2 separate regions of the Danio rerio genome follow, and region 1 is linked to region 2. The links are chromatin contacts, called in public Hi-C maps. All regions are on one chromosome and are shown on one strand. Each heading gives the region's core, a stretch centred on a gene start, on an enhancer-like site or on the middle of the called end of the contact. The rest is flanking DNA. Distances are from core to core; before and after follow the strand shown. Region 1 holds the start of tle5 (TLE family member 5, transcriptional modulator). Region 2 overlaps tle5 (TLE family member 5, transcriptional modulator).

The links. Hi-C and Micro-C count contacts between places; a contact is called where the count stands out from the background.
Region 1: a Hi-C map of an unstated tissue shows a contact between it and region 2, with 2.5 times the contacts expected there. The contact joins the promoter of tle5 here to the enhancer-like site in region 2. A contact is called at or near these places in 2 of 18 Hi-C or Micro-C datasets (caudal fin and an unstated tissue).

What each region holds. Positions count from the first base shown.
Region 1 is chr22:21,697,115-21,700,162 of GRCz12tu, reverse strand. tle5 (TLE family member 5, transcriptional modulator) reads left to right here and starts at 1,447. Exons shown (of 7, transcript NM_200423.1): 1 at 1,447-1,604. The coding sequence starts at 1,578.
Region 2 is chr22:21,656,313-21,659,396 of GRCz12tu, reverse strand. The region is part of intron 3 of tle5 (TLE family member 5, transcriptional modulator); the gene reads left to right. Among named protein-coding and RNA genes, the nearest start is that of tle2b, 18 kb to the right of the region's middle. Within about 2 kb of position 1,401, at least 9 of the 62 cell types and tissues checked have an H3K27ac peak or open chromatin away from gene starts, as enhancers often do.

The DNA.
Region 1 (3,048 bases), core at 198-2,697, 41 kb before region 2:
TTCTGTGAGCGCAAATGCCTTGTTGATGCCAGAGGTCAGAGGAGAATGGCCAGACTGGTTCCAGCTGATAGAAAGGCAACAGTAACTCAAATAACCACTCAACACAACTGAAGTATGCAAAAGAGCAACTCTGAACAAACAACATGTCCAACCTTGAGGCAGACAGCAGCAGAAGATCACGCCGGGTGCCACTTCAGTCAGCTATGAACAGGAAACAGGCTACAATTCACAGTCTCAAAATTGGACAATAGAAGATTGGGAAAATGTTGCCTGATCTGATGAGTCTTGATTTCTGCTGCAACATTCGAATGGTAGGGTCAGAATTTGTCGTTAACAACATGAAAGCATGGATCCATCCTGACTTGTATCAATGGTTCAGGCTGGTGGTGGTGTAATGGTGTGGGGGATATTTTCTTTGCACACTTTGGGCCCATTACTACCAATTGAGCATTGTGTCAATGCCACAGCCTACCTGAGTATTGTTGCTGACCATTTTTCATCCTTTTTAGACCGTTTTCAACAGTTAACTGTTATAATTATCTTCTGATGGCTACTTCCAGCAGGATAACACGCCATATTATAAAGAGGGAATCATCTCAAACTTGCTTCTTGAACATGACAATGAGTTCACTGTACTCAAATGGCCTCCACAGTCACCAGATCTCAATCAAATAGAGCACCTTTGGGATGGGGTGAAACGGGAGATTCGCACAGGGATGTGCAGCCAACAAATTTGCAGCAACTATATATATATATATATATATATATATATATATATATATATATATATATATATATATATATATATATATATATATATATATATATATATATATAATGCTTTTGTTGTGTAATATTTTACAGATTTATTTCTTTTTGAATATTTTCGGTGATCTATTTTGAATTTATTTGTAAATATGTTAATTTTTTTAATATTAAACTTAACTTGTACAATTATTTACATTGATGTAGGTTCTGCTTTGCTAAAAATTAATAATTATGCTAATAAAACAATTATACCTGTATGATTAATTTAATATATTAACTGTATGAATACATTTTATTGTATTCGATGTTTACACAAAAAGTTAAATATATATATATAGCTTATTAAACACCAAAAAATATATAATAATAAACGAGAGAGAGGGAGGGAGGGAGAGAGAGAAAATAGCAACAGCAGCACAGCAGCCATCAGCTCCCAAACTCCAGTTCATCTCTCCCCCAGCCGCCGCTCGATCATTTCCTCCAACCAGAGAGCAGAGAAAGAGAGAGAGAGAAACACACACACCAGCCCTTCATCACAGCTCATTCCCAACCAGGAAAGCGAAGGAAAGACGCCACAGCAGATCCAGCAAATCCTCCCCTGCTTGTTTTTTTCTTCCATGGCGAAAGCGCGTTAAAGAGTGCGGCGCACATCAGCCTGCTTTATCGGCATCGCAGCGGCGCGGAGCTGCCTGTAGCTGCCGGAGGAGCTTCAGCTAACAAAGAAAAACACGAAAATAAACGTCTGCTGAGCAAACCGCTTCCCTGTTCCTTCACGACCACAAGGCAAGAGCCCGAAGACCAAAACTGACATGATGTTTCCACAATCCAGGCACTCGGTGAGTGGAAATCGAGCGGTTTGTGTTGGTGTTGTTTAGCTGGATCGAGCTTAGCATTGACAGGAGAGGAGGCATCCGTGTGTGCGCGTGTTGAAACTTATCGCTGAGGTGAAAGATTTAGCATTTTGTGATGCTTCTTGATTCCTAGAGCACACGTTTTATCTTGAAATCTACTGTTTTTTTTTTATTTTTGGCCGTGGATGAGTGTGTTTTTAAACGGGAACAGAGTGTGTGTTGTGTGCTTGGAGAGTGGTTGTGACATTTAACAGTTTTGTGTGGATTCTGTGCTAATGTATGCAAGTTTCGGTCATAAGCCTGCTAAATGTGGTGTGTTTTTAGTATCCATTTGGTTTGTTTGTACTTTTGCAGTGGTTTATTTATGTGTATTATGTTTAATGAGGTTTCATAGTATCACAAAGCATGTTTATGTTGACATTTCAGGATGTGATGGTGGATTTTGTATTAATTTATGCTAGTGAGGTAACGTTGGTTTGCATTCACACATTCAGACTTTCTCTTTAATAATATCAGTTCAAAAAAGGATTACTTGCTCATTTTAAACAGGGAAATCATATTCAAATCATCCAAAATTGTTCACAGTCAAATAAAAAGTGCTTATGTTGTTTTAAAGTCGTTTTCACATATGATTTCAGACTGAATATTCTAAGTACCATGGTAAACATTATAGGGAGCATGTAACAAGTTGTGTCTGAACAAATGTGCAAATATAAAACCAAATGTACTTAATATTTAAGCTAGTTTAATTACAATCCTCCTAAATGGTGTCTTTTTAAATATCCATTTAGCTTGGTTGTACTTGAAATTACGAGATACTGTCAGAAGTCTTGTTTATGTTGACATTTCAGTGACGCGTATCTACTGGAGGATTTTGTGTTTATATGTGGAACTTTCAGTCTAATTATGATCTGTTTGTTTATGTATTCATTTGTTAGGTTGTACTTTATGTTAGGCCATTTTGTTCTGCGAACTATGAAAATTGTGTTTACAGCCTGTCCGTGGGGTCTTAAAAAGTATTAGTTGTTAAATCAATGAAGAGAAATTTTAGGCTCTTAAAAAGTATTAAAGCCTTAAATACTATTTTGCAAGATATAACATTTTATATCACTTTTGATTAAGTAACGTATGGCTGCATGCTAAAATTAAATAAATTCTATGAAATCAATGAAATCCTGCTTGATTTAACATCATGTTGCTTTGTTTACTGCAGTAACCAAGGTAATACCATGATGTTTGCAGTTCTATAGGCACCAATCTGCTGGGTTAGCTAGATTTAATTGATTTTTATTCAGTATGTGAATAATGTTTTAGTTTTGGATTAGTTTCTTATATGAATATTTAGAAAATATACTGTAAGGTAAAATCTCACCAGTGTGTCCAGTTAAAACATGAAGTGGATAATAAGGTCTTAAAATGAATGCAAATG
Region 2 (3,084 bases), core at 152-2,651:
AGATCTTGGTCAACTATCATTCTGACTCAACATTGCAGATCTTGCGATGTGACTACTGCAGATCTGCACATTGATGCTAAAACAATATATTGTGCTGGCCTAATTTAGACATTTTTATCATGTTATTTGTTATTTCATAGTTTTTATTTGTGGAAGTTCATATCATTTCTCAGTTTATATTATCATTATTATTCTTGTTAAATATAATAAATTAAAATACATAATTCAATTGTAATATTATACTTGATAAATATGGCTGGAAAAGTTGGCGGTTCACTCCGGTGTGGCTACCCCAGATTAATCAAGCTACTAATATCATATACAATTGTGTACTTATTAAATTCGTTTGATCATATTTATATTCTGATTTATTCTAATTTACAATCAACTTGTGGTTCTTATACAATCAATATCTATTGCTTATTGCTTTATTATATTATACAATCATTTTAGTTTTCTTTTTTTAAGTTGTTGTATGTAAAATATGACATATTTAGTAGAGCTACACAATATATCATTTCAGCATCAATATCACAATGTGATCATTCACAATAGTCACATCGCAGGATGCACAATGTTCATTTTGTATTCTAATTCACCATTTGCATGTGTTTTTGAGACCTGTGATTGTATAAATATTTTTACAACATTCAGGCATAAGCAATTATACTGTTTGTAGCTTTAGTAACGATTCATTTGAGTGCATTATTATTACTTAACCTGAACACTGTTGAATAGCAAATGGCAAAAAACCTGTTTATTTCAATTGTATCTGCTTCATTATTGTATTTATAGAGTGTTTATTAGATTATATGCAGATGCGCCTCACCTGTAGAATCATCCAAATCAATCTAAAATGATCAATTCTTTACAAATAGAGAGATTCAATTCATCTCTTGAAATTGTAGTCATGTCTCAATTGTATATCGCAACAAAATTTCGCAATATCATGCAGCCCTAATATTTAGTATATTATGTTTTTTATATTTCTTAAATGTTTTAATAATCATTTCATTTTTCTAAAATGTTTATTGATGCATGTGTGTTTTTACAAAATGGAATTCAAAATCCATTTGGGTATAAAAATGTCCATCTCATCTGCTTGGACTTCCTCTCCTCCCTGGTTCACCCCCATCCTCTCTCTCTATTTTTTTTACCTTGTCTGCCTTTCTTTCTTTTGTCCATCCTCCTCTCAGTCTTTCTCTCCATCCCCCCTCCTCTATAACCTGGTTGTCTCCGGCCGGGGCCTCGTGTTGCCGTCTGATATTCCGCCTCTAATTGATCCGTCGAGCGGCTTAATCTCATTTAATCTGTGCGCCGTTGCTCTCACACGCATCAGCCAGCGCGCCCTCCCTCGCTCCTCTAATAGCCTATCGGGTTGCCCTGCTCTGTCCGCACCCGCTGCCTGATGGGGAGGGTGGGCGTCCTCTTTGCGTTGGTGGTAATTGCTTTAGGGACCCACTGCTGCTTGGCAGAGCCGACCCTCATCCAACTCTGGCTCCATCACTGATGCTCTCTGCTCTTGTTTCGCAGCCGAGGTTGTGTGCTAACACACAAATGATGAGCCAGGCTAAAGGTCTTTGCACACTCAAGGCCAAATTGTCCTACGCATTTTCTTTCCGTATTTGGCATTTGAAAAATTTGATATGCACAAAAACTGAAGTGTGATTGCAATTTTAGAAAATCTGTAAAATTACAGAATGGAGTTTTTAAAATGTTGAGGGTGTCGTCTTTTCATAAAAAGAGCAGATTTATATTTTGCATTTTGTCATCATTTTGTTGGAAGACGAAATGGATCAAATCAGACGCCTTAACGGGTTTTGCGTTCACTTGTTCAGTGGCTCTAAATTGTCCAAATTCCTGTTAAGCTGATCTAAATTTTAAAGTGTAAATGAGATTGATACACTGTTGTTTTATTTTAAAAAAAGAAAAAGAAAAAGAAATTGACAGAATGTTAGACTTATTTCTAAACTCTCTCATCCCTAAATTCTCTCTAATGGTTTTTCTGTCACTTAGATCACTTCGATTTGCAAAAAAATTTTAGTTTAACATGAAATTTGCAACAGGATATTTCCAGCCTGATCTCACGAGAAAACGTAACTAATTTTACGTTTTGTCTCTTTAGTGCCTAATTCGTACAAATTAGTACAAGTTTAGTCGTGCGAAAATGTATTATTTTAAAAAGAAGGTGTGGCACCCTGCCCCTTAACCCAACTGTCACTGGGAGGTGAGCAATTTGTACTAAATTGTATGAATAAAATTGTACGAATTCATATGAATTAGCCACAAAAACTAAAAGTTACGAATTGCTGTGAGATTGTGTTGGAAATTTCACTCCTACATGTTTTTTCTTTTTTTTTTTTTTTTTATTAATCTTATGTTAGTAAACAGGACAATGAAGTGGAAATACAAAATCTGTGAAATCTGTCGCCTAGTAAGTTATTTTCTGATTTCTGTTTGGTAACCATGGTAAATTCACAAAATTCAATTTCGCTTGGTCATTGTGCCAAAATTGCATGTAAAATTGTGGTATATCTTTCACCTTTTAATAAAGTTTCCAAATTCTGTTAGTTGAATTGCCAAAACCACAAGAAAAATGAACCTATAGCAAAACCTGAATGGGAAAATCTTTAACCCTTGCCTATGCATTTCTTTCGTAATTATTTAAAATTTATTAATATATTAATAATAAAATTTGATTTAAATGCAAAACAGAGCCATTAAGCTGTGAGAATGATAATAATCGCTTGGTATTTTTAACTTTGATTGTCAAAGTGCTCTCTGATCACATCAGACAGACACCATTCTGTATTTTCGCGCTTGCCCTTATGGTGGCTCTAAATTCTCAAAATGCTTGATGTGATAGTAAAAATACACTATATCTCTTTTCTTCTTCTTTTATTTTAATGAAGCATGATAACTTTGTAGGAAGTGTTATGAGGTTGCATTTCTCTTTTTAATGCACAAAATTGATGAGAATTTTTGACAGTTGATAAACCTTTGCAGTCGGTGCTAATAGCCTTGTGGTTAATGCGTTCACACCTACCACTAGGGTGTTTACGACAACCCAAGTTCGATTCCTGG